Linked DNA regions of Podarcis muralis: region 2 is linked to region 1. Evidence: chromatin contacts called from public Hi-C data. All regions are on one chromosome and are shown on one strand. The core of a region is the stretch at or near the end of the contact, and the rest is flanking DNA. Distances in the headings are between cores, read along the strand shown.

Region 1 (5,132 bases), core at 1,240-3,739:
GACTTATCTCTTGGGCAGCAGGAAGTGCTGCCATGAAAACAAATGAGCAATTCTTTGGTGCATACATGGATCCCGACCTAAACATGATGACCCCAACCCAATAGTTCTGCCGATGATACAATAATCCCAGCATTGTAGCTGGGCTCACGTCCAACCTTGAAACAAACAACAGTCACCAGAACTGCTGCAAAGTTGCAGCCACCCTTATCCCACGGTAACAGGTTGTACAAGACAAAAAAAATTCCTTCCAGTAGCACCTTAAAGACCAACTAAGTTAGTTCTTGGTATGAGCTTTCGTGTGCATGCACACTTCTTCAGATACCAAGAACTAACTTAGTTGTCTTTAAGGTGCTACTGGAAGGAATTTTTTTTGTTTTGACTATGGCAGACCAACACGGCTACCTATCTGTAGGTTGTACAAGGGCTCTCTAGGAAAAGTGGAGTTGATACTGCCCCCTTTCTAATCCTATAGTTACCAATAAGCTAAAAAAAATCCACCTGTATATCGTATATCCTCTTGCAAAACAGAAAGGCGACTTTTATAGTCCACAGCAGTGCCGGATTTACATATAAGCTAAACAAGCTATAGCTTAGGGCCCCACGCTCTTGGGGGCCCCCAAAAAATTAAAGGGGGGAAAAGCTGGATGTACATTTCCAAAACATAAGATAAAAAACAAATAAAATAAAACCTACATACAGCGAAAGTGTTTTGTGTTATGTAGGCTCCTATGATGTAAGTAATGGGCCCTGCCTACTAGTCTGAGAGCCAGTGTGGTGTAGTGGCTAAGAGCGGTACGACTCGTAATCTGGTGAACCGGGTTCGCGTCTCTGCTCCTCCACCTGCAGCTGCTGGGTGACCTTGGGCTAGTCACACTTCTCTGAAGTCTCTCAGCCCCACTCACCTCACAGAGTGTTTGTTGTGGGGGAGGAAGGGAAAGGAGAATGTTAGCCGCTTTGAGACTCCTTTGGGTAGTGATAAAGCGGGATATCAAATCCAAACTCCTCCTCCTCCTCTTCTTCTGCTCCCTAAAATATCACATATAAAGGGCCCCATTACCTTCAGTAGCTTAGGGCCTCATCAAACCTAAATCTGGCCCTGGTCCACAGGTATCTCTGCTCTGCTTACAAAGCTCAAGAAGCCATCTCTAAGGTAAACCTTGGGCTTAGGAAGACTGAATACAGTAGCATTTAGAACACAGAATATCACAGAATATCCTGTGTGACACCTTTTGGTTTCCTACAATTCCTCCCTCCCCAAAGAGTGGAGACTCACCAACAAAAGCAGGAATCGCCTGTCATAAAAATCCGTCGCCTGGATGACAAACATTCTTTTCCCACCTCCACTGCCATGGCGTACTGGAGCTGCAAAAATCAAATCCACGTGTTAGCGCAAAGCCAGCTGTGGTTTCTGTGACCCAGTCAAGCCGACAAAGAGACTTTCGGTTGTGTTCTCCTGTTTTTGCACATTCCCACATAGCTATTCTTGCAAAGCAAAAAACCGAGACTGTGGGGTGTGTGTGTGTGTGTGTGTTTGGGGGGGGGGGCTATTGGGCTGTTGTTTTTATTTTTATTATGTATTTTGTGGTTTTATATCTTGGTTTTATTCTGTGAACCGCCCTGAGACTCCTGGGGTTTAGGTATATAAATTCAACAAATAATAAATAATAATAATAAAGGGACTTGTCCAGCTCTGACCCAGCCGAGACAGGGTTGCTTTGCTATTTATTTTCATCATTGGCATGCCTTTGAAAGCATACCCTTCCTCCGAGAAAAGTAGCCCTTGGGGGAAGGACTGCGATTGAGTGGCAGATGCCCCCTGTGGAACGCCCTCCCAGCACATGTCAAGGCAATAAACAACTATTTTACTTTTAAAAGACAAGTGAAAGCGTTCCTTTTTAGGGAAGTTTTTAATGTCTGATGCTGTATTGTTTTTAATATCCGGCTGGAAGCCACCCAGAGTGGCTGGGGAAACCCAGCCAGATGGGTGGGGTATAAATAATAAAATTATTATTATTATTATTATTATTATTATTATTATTATTATTATTATATGCATGGCTGGCCCAAACCAAGCAGGTTAGGAGGAACCTTCACCAGTTGAACTTCTGCCTGCGCAATAGGTTTCCCAGGCAGTGGAGTCACGGCAATTAGATATAATACGATTAGATATTATATGTAAAATTATTATTATTGCACATATATGGTGGCAACGCCCCCCCCCCACAGACACACCGTAAAACTCAGCGATTGTCCCAAATCCTCAAGGTCAACCAGACGGGAAACCCCCCACCCCACCCCACGGATCCCCCCCGTCCCCTAGGGAAGCCATACCGATGAGCACAGAGCGGCCAGCGGCCCGCGCAGGCAGGGAGAAGCGACCCCAGAGACCCGGGCCGGGAAAGGTCCTCCTGGCCGCGAAAGCAGCCGCCGCTCGGAGCAGGAGGCTCATGGCCGCCATGCCTGCGACTGGCAAGGTAACAGCGAGGGAAGGTGACTCGTGTTCGGCGGGCGGGGCTGAAGGCACGTCGCCGCCATCTTTAGAACGGGCGCCAGGGCGGCGCGTAGATTCACTAATAGAAGACTGCCACGTAGAGCCGGTTTCCGAGTTCAATGCGCCGCTCGCAGAACCCGACGGGGTTTCTCTATTAGATGCTCGTAGGAAGTGCAGTTGCGACTCTTCCCGTCTTTCTCCCCCAGGCAAAAGATAAGCGGCAAAGAGTTGTTGTTGTTTTAATTCGGGTCCTATTCACGAGCATAGTCAGGATTTTTGTTAGGGGGCGCAGAACCGACGTGATTGGTCAGTTAGTTATGTTTTACTATGGTTTTACTTGATCTAAGTTGCCCCACGCCCACAGCCTTGGCAACGCCTATGGTCCTATTGCATGCAAAATCCTTTAAAGGAAAAAAAGGCTGTATTTCTCCAGTAAGCACCACTGAATTCAAATAGGCTTACTTCCGAGTAGACACTGTAAAGACTGTACTGGATAAGAGCGTAAGAGCGATTCATGCAAGTGGTTGTTTGGTTGTAAGTCGCTTTGGGTTGCCTTGCGCAAGATAAAGCGACATCATGTTGTTATCATCATTATCATTATCATCATTATGATTCCCTGCAACTCAATCCACTATTCATATTGCACATTATAAATCAGAGCCCAAATCTCTTTTAAGCATCAGCTGGATGCTCTGTTACACAGAGTTACACTTCACTGACTTGCACCAATAATAATAATAATAATAATAATAATAATAATAATAATAATAATAATAATAATAATAATAATGGAGGCCTTGAGCAGTGTTTGCATCTGAAGAGTTCATTTGTGAATGTTTAAAAAGCTAAATCAAAGCAACCCCTCAAAAATGAGATCTGAACAAGAGCAGGAAAGGCTCGCTATGTTTCGTTTCTTGGCGGAGTCCAGCCACTGCTCAGTGACTGTCAACGGTAAAAATCCTGAATTTCTCAATCCAATGCGATTTTCACGTCAGCCAAAACGGATTTAAAAATACACGATGAGCTGGATTCATTTTCTTGCTTATAGTTCACGAAAGGCTGCTCGTGGTGTCGCTTTTTAAGGTGCCCAAAGACCGACGTTTTTACTGCGGAAGGCGACCTCGCACGGTCGCCTCTTCGATTTTTCTTGTATATGCGCTCGAAGGCAAGGAGCGTTGTGGGGAAAGGAAAAGTTAGACACATAGCGCTTCCTTCTCAAACTGAACCGTTTCCCCTCCACCCTCTTAAAGGATAATAGGGGAAGGAGGTCCGCTCTAGGAATGCTCAGCGCTGCGGAGGGTAGACCCTGCTCTGAACCCAAAGGAAACCCCAAGGAAGAGCGGCTTCCGACCCAAACCGGAAGCTAGGCCTGCGTGCCCCTGCGTACTTCCTTCGCAATCTCTATGGGCCTGGGCCGACGCCTTCCGGCGGCGGCCGATGAGCATTGTGGGAAACGGGAGATGTCATGGCGGTGGCGGCGCTTTGCCGGCCGTTCTCGAAGCTCCTGAGGTTGGCTGCAGCGACCTGGGGCGGCTCGTCGGCGTCCTCTCCTCCCAGGTGGGCAGTCGCCGGGCGGGAGGAGGGAGGCGCCCTGCGACCTCCGCTTTACCGTGTGCCTTTTATTCCTTGAATTCCCCCCGTGCCGAGTTCAAGCCAAGCTACTTTTTCAATGCTTAATGTTTCATTACGTTTTTTATATATATTATATTTATTTATTTATTTATTTATTTATACCCCGCCCAAGCTACTTTTTCAATGTTTACTGTTTCATTGCGATATATATATATATATATTATTTATACCCCGCCCAAGCTACTTTTTCAATGCTTAATGTTTCATTACGTTTTTATATATAACAACAACAACAACAACAACAATAATAATAATAGTAATAGTAATAATAATAATAATAATAATTTATTTATTATTTATACCCCGTCTATCTGGCTGGGTTTCCCCAGCCACTCTGGGCGGCTCCCAATCAAGTGTTAAAAACAATACAGCATTAAATATTAAAAACTTCCCTGAAGCCTTCAGATGTCTTTTAAAGATAGGATAGCTGCTTATTTCCTTCACATCTGAAGGGCATCCACAGGGCAGGGCCCTACCGAGAAGGCCCTCTGCCTGGTTCCTTGTAACCTCACTTCTCGCAATGAGAGAACTGCCAGAAGGCCCTCGGCGCTGGATCTCAGTGTCCAGGCTGAACGATGGGGGTAGAGATGCTCCTTCAGCTATACAGGACCGAGGCCGTTTAGGGCTTTCTGTTGGAAGCCGCCCAGAGTGGACAATATGGGATTGGGGGGGCAACTCCCATCTCTTGCGGGGGTGCAATTAGTACCAGCACCGTCCATTAAGAGTTTGGGTGTAATCTTCGCCACCATCCTTTCCACGGAGGCGCAGATTGCAGCTATAACAAAGGCGGCATTTTTTCATCTCCGCCAAGCTAAGCAGTTGGCTCCTTACCTCTCTCGCCCTGACCTAGCCACTGTGATCCACACGACGGTCACCTCCAGACTGGATTATTGTAACTCGCTCTACATGGGGCTGCCCTTGAGACTGACCCAGAAACTCCAGCAGGTGCAGAATGCCGCGGCAAGACTCCTTACGGGGTCCTCTCTGCGGGATCACATTCGCCCAGTGC
Region 2 (4,843 bases), core at 1,663-4,162, 150 kb after region 1:
GAGGAAGGTTTAAAGTGTCTCAACAAGGAATAGGGCCTTTTCAGTTGTGGCTCCTTACTAGTGGAATGCTGTCCACAGTGAGGTCTAGATGGTGACATCTTTAACATCCTTTTGGTGACAGGTAAAAACTTATTTCTTTCCCCAGAGATGTGATGGATTAAGATGTTTTTGCTGCTTGTTGGTTATAAGTTTTTGCTGTTTAATTAAGTCTATTTTGTACAAATTTTATTGTAAGGCATTGTTTCTTCTTATTTGGTACGTTATACACTTTATAAGTTCATACTTTATACGCTTAAAATTTTGTAAGGGGCAACTAATAAATTAAATATTAATATTTTATTGTTATTCACAGGACTTATTAGTCTCTTTTTCACAACGTGTAAACTTAAAGTGACTTACAATATAATGTAATAAATAACCATCATTATCAAGCTTTGCTTCCTTGTTTGTTGCAGAGAAACCCAATCATCAAAAAATCATGTCATTCACAATTAACATGTGTATATTTAAGCCTTTTGAACTTCTGCGCCTTTTGTATCCATGTTCAAAAAGTGTAATTCAAGTCTGCCATACAATATTTCAATCATATTCCAGGAAGAAGCTGTTATAATCCTAGAGACAGAATAAACCATTTCCCATACAATTCACCATTGCTAAAATAAAGAAGATAAGAAATAATATGCATTATTATGAAATCAGACTGTTAAATTTAATCAAATGAAGGGGACAAAACAGCAAATTAGATTAGTAAAGCAGGAATCCTGTTTTCACAGTGGCCAATCAGATGTTGCATTAAATTTTATGCATTCCATTTATCCCCCTGTCCAAATGTTAATTTCTCCGGATTAGAAAAATCAGTACTATTTTCCTTCAGTGCAGAGCCTTATAGGCAATATTCATAAAACAAATGATCTCTTGAAAGTCTTATAAAGTGTCTGCAGCCTTCAAGTGCTTTGTAGTGAAGGCTCACATTTTTCTGTGACCTGCAAGTTAGGGTGTCAAACTCAAGTGAAATTGGCTAGTAGCCCAATTGTGACTAGCTTCTTCAGAGAGGGAGGAAACCATAACAGTCCCACCCCAACTGTGCCATACTGACCGAGAAAAACACTGGGTGTGTATCTCTGAGCTGCTGGAACTGTCAGCTCCATGCAATATATAGAGCATGCACTTTGCCAGAAATGCAGTGTGATGAAAGACTTTCTATTCTGCATAATGAATATACCTTAAATAGCAGAGAGCTCCGTGGAATCTTCAACAATACGTTTATTGGAAACACAAGCCTTTATGGGCCAGGGACCATACCCTCCGATGCAATACTGGCGACAGATCTAGAGGATATTTTTCACTTTCTGAAAGCATTTTTTATTTGGGTCTACGCTGAGTAAAGCTTAGTTGACTACCACCCTGGTTCTGCAGTGAAAGGTTGCATGTTTGATCCCCGTATGGGACAGCTGCCTTGGGGTCCCTTCTAGCCCTAACCTCAGTTGGCAAGTGTGCATTTGTCCAAAGTGTGGCCAGAAACCCTCTCCCCCACAATGCAAGATACACCACATTCCTGTTCAGAGTGTGACTTAAAATGAGATCCAGACAAACTATAAAAGATCCAACCAGAGGAGACATGAAACACTCCCACCTGGGAATGAACTGATAAAAAGGTAGCTCAAACTCAAACTCAAAGAGGGAGTTAGCCAATCCCAAATCGCCTTGTGTATAGTAATACAGAAACATGGTAGGTTACACAATTTAAAAGTGAAATGAAATCACCACTAAGCCCGAGTTTGGAAGTGTCAAATCTCCCTATTAATTCTAAGTTGGCAGCTTCAGGCGGGACTCTGCCTTCGAAACTTCTTTGCTGATTTGAGTCTGAGAGTCTTTATAGGTGCTTTTGCTGAAACAAGCTCCCTGAAAGACTCAGAAGAGTTGGTGGGGCCCAACCTGATCTTGTCTGAGTTGCATTCTTCCGAGCCAGGATTCCAAGCTGGCAGGAACAAATAACAACAACAATGTTCGCAAGTGACCTTTCCTAAAAAAAGATTCCCAAGGAGAGATCAGGAAAAAAGGAAGAGGAAAGAGAGAGGGGCTTGGCAGCTGCGTCCAACGTACAGTGGTACCTCGGGTTAAGTACTTAATTTGTTCTGGAGGTTCGTTCTTAACCTGAAACTGTTCTTAACCTGAGGTACCACTTTAGCTAATGGGGCCTCCTGCCTCCGCTGTGCGATTTCTGTTCTCATCCTGAAGCAAAGTTCTTAACCTGAAGCACTATTTCTGGGTTAGTGGAGTCTGTAACCTGAAGTGTATTTAACCTGAAGCGTATGTAACCCCAGGTACCACTGTACTTTGGGTTTGCTCCAAGTCGACTACAGCACAAGCCCCTTTTAATTTGTCTGTTGCACCCAATTCTGTTGGGTTTTTTTGGGCTCTTCTTTCGGTAGGGCACCCCAGGAGCAAGTGTCTTGACTGGGGCGAGCGACCTGCCTGTCCCACAGCTAGAAGATTTACAACAGCTACTTTTTTTTTTTTTAAGGAAGAAATAACTCGATGCAATAAATAAATGTTAAGAAATGTGTCAGAGGAGGTCAGGCACGAGGTAGCCTGGGACCAAGTTCAGTTTGGCATTACATAAGCCCCCTCGAAGCCCCCTCCAGCCTGAAGCAAAACCTGACAGAACAAGCCCCGCAACTCAAATGGGGGACGAAAGGTCAAATCCCCCCCCCAAAAAAGCCCAAAGGTCACTCGCCCCCCCTCCCCTTTTACCTGGCAACGGGAGCAAGGCTCGCCCCCCTCCCGCGCTCAGCCTCGCCGGCGTCTTCCGCCCCTCGCTCTCGCCCAACCAAGAGGAGGCAGGTATCACTTCCGCCGCCTCTCGAGCGCCTTCCTCTCACCATCCACGCGCTCCGCCATCGCTGGTCAGGGCAAAGGGACCAGCCGGCGTCAGAGACTCTCTCTGCGCGTGCGCCGCGGTTAACTCCGCCTTTACCCCCTCCCACCATCACGCCGTCTCTTCCCTGCGGACGTTGGAAAGCCTTTCGGTTCATTCCCGGGCTCGTTGCATAGAGATAGGAAAGAGCGGGAGTGGTCGAGGGAGCAGAGGTGCAAGTCGACCGCCAGGGGCAGGCTTCGTTGTTTTATTTATATGTTGAGGTTCTTGGCTGAGTGTGGGGATTTGAACCCTGGTTTCCCAGGTTCTAGTCCAGCAATCTAACCCCTGTACCACACTGGTTTAGTAAGGCATCTTAAAAAGCAGAGACATCACCTTGCCAACAAAGGTCCGTAATAAGTTCAAGCTATGGTTTTCCCAGTAGTGATGTACGGAAGTGAGAGCTGGACCATAAAGAAGGCTGATGGACGAAGAATTGATGCTTTTGAATTATGGTGCTGGAGGAGACTCTTGAGAGTCCCATGGACTGCAAGAAGATCAAACGCATCCATTCTTAAGGAAATCAGCCCTGAGTGCTCACTGGAAGGACAGATCCTGAAGCTGAGGCTCCAAGACTTTGGCCACCTCATGAGAAGAGAATACTCCCTGGAAAAGACCCTGATGTTGGGAAAGATGGAGGGCACAAGGAGAAGGGGACGATAGAGGACGAGATGGTTGGATAGTGTTCTTGAAGCTACCAACATGAGTTTGACCAAACTGCGGGAGGCAGTGGAAGACAGGAGTGCCTGGCGTGCTCTGGTCCATGGGGTCACGAAGAGTCGGACACGACTAAGCAACAGAGATTCCCCTCCAAAACACACTCATGCAATCATAGAATTGTAGTGTTGGAAGGGACCACGAGGGTCATCTGGTCCAACCCCCTGCAATGCAGACATCTTTTGCCCAATGTGGGGCTCGAACCCATTACCCTGAGATTAAGATTTCAGCCTTCTTGCGAATAGACTTGTGCCTGTTTGCTCAGCAGTAAAAGAAGAGTCGTCTTCGGGAGCCATAATGACTTAGTAAATTTATTATGACACATGCTGGTGTCCAAAAAATTTGGAGGGCACCTAAGGCTGCAGTCCTCTATGCACACTTAACCTGAGAGTAAGTCCCTTGAACTCAACAGGACTGCCTTCTGAGCAGACGAAGATGGCACAGTTAGCCACTACTCTACACTAGATTAGGTGCTTAACAGTGCAATGCCAGAAGTTAAGTCCTTCAGAGTTTGATGGGACTTACTCCCAGGTTAATGGTGTATAGGGTTGCAGCCTAGCAATCTGCGTTCTTCAAGGGCGTCTCCATTGCTTAGCCTTTAAAATGATGTTGCAGCAAAGACCCGATAAATGTGAACTATTTGGAACATTTGTACCCTGCTCTTCAGCTCCCTGAGTGGTTCACATACAATCAAAAGAAGACAGTCCCTGCCTGCAGGGTTATGATATAAGAAAAACATGGCACGTGAAGGAAAAAGGATACAAAGGGAAGAATCAAACCCAGGCACTACGTTGCTCTTGCAATGACCAGCTGGCTTAATTCCTGGGGCACAAAGTGCCTATCAAGCTGATCTTTCAGCTAATGTGAGTGAGCTGTGTTTTCCATCTTCCCCACTGAAGCAGTCTGATGGAATGGCTGCTCCCAGGTCAGGAAAGGAAGAAGAGGGCTGATAGGCATTATAACCTAAACACTACTGTAAACACTGACTCCCAAGTAAGTCCCATTGTGCTCAATGGAATTTCCTTCTGCATAGGCATGCATAGCTTTGCACTGCTAGAATAGCAAGCAGCTGAGCAGAGCAGAGCAGAGCAGAGCAGAGCAGAGCAGAGCAGAATAGTTTCTGCCCAGTGGCAAACTGTGCCACATGGAAGCTTGCTAGACTACTAGAGCTGTTGGTACAATAGCGTAGTGGATATAATTTTATAGATT

The links. A called contact is a pair of places that touch in the nucleus more often than the background predicts.
Region 2: a Hi-C map of tail shows a contact between it and region 1, with 2.5 times the contacts expected there. The contact joins the promoter of MFN1 here to the promoter of NDUFB5 in region 1. A contact is called at or near these places in 2 of 3 Hi-C or Micro-C datasets (blood and tail).

What each region holds. Positions count from the first base shown.
Region 1 is chr6:10,985,459-10,990,590 of rPodMur119.hap1.1, forward strand. NDUFB5 (NADH:ubiquinone oxidoreductase subunit B5) reads right to left here and starts at 2,490. Exons shown (of 6, transcript XM_028731628.2): 1 at 2,332-2,490; 2 at 1,274-1,362. The coding sequence starts at 2,458. It overlaps MRPL47 (mitochondrial ribosomal protein L47), which reads left to right and starts at 3,891. Exons shown (of 7, transcript XM_077929751.1): 1 at 3,891-4,048. The coding sequence starts at 3,957.
Region 2 is chr6:11,133,333-11,138,175 of rPodMur119.hap1.1, forward strand. It overlaps MFN1 (mitofusin 1), which reads right to left and starts at 2,913. Exons shown (of 18, transcript XM_028731620.2): 1 at 2,755-2,913. The coding sequence starts at 2,885.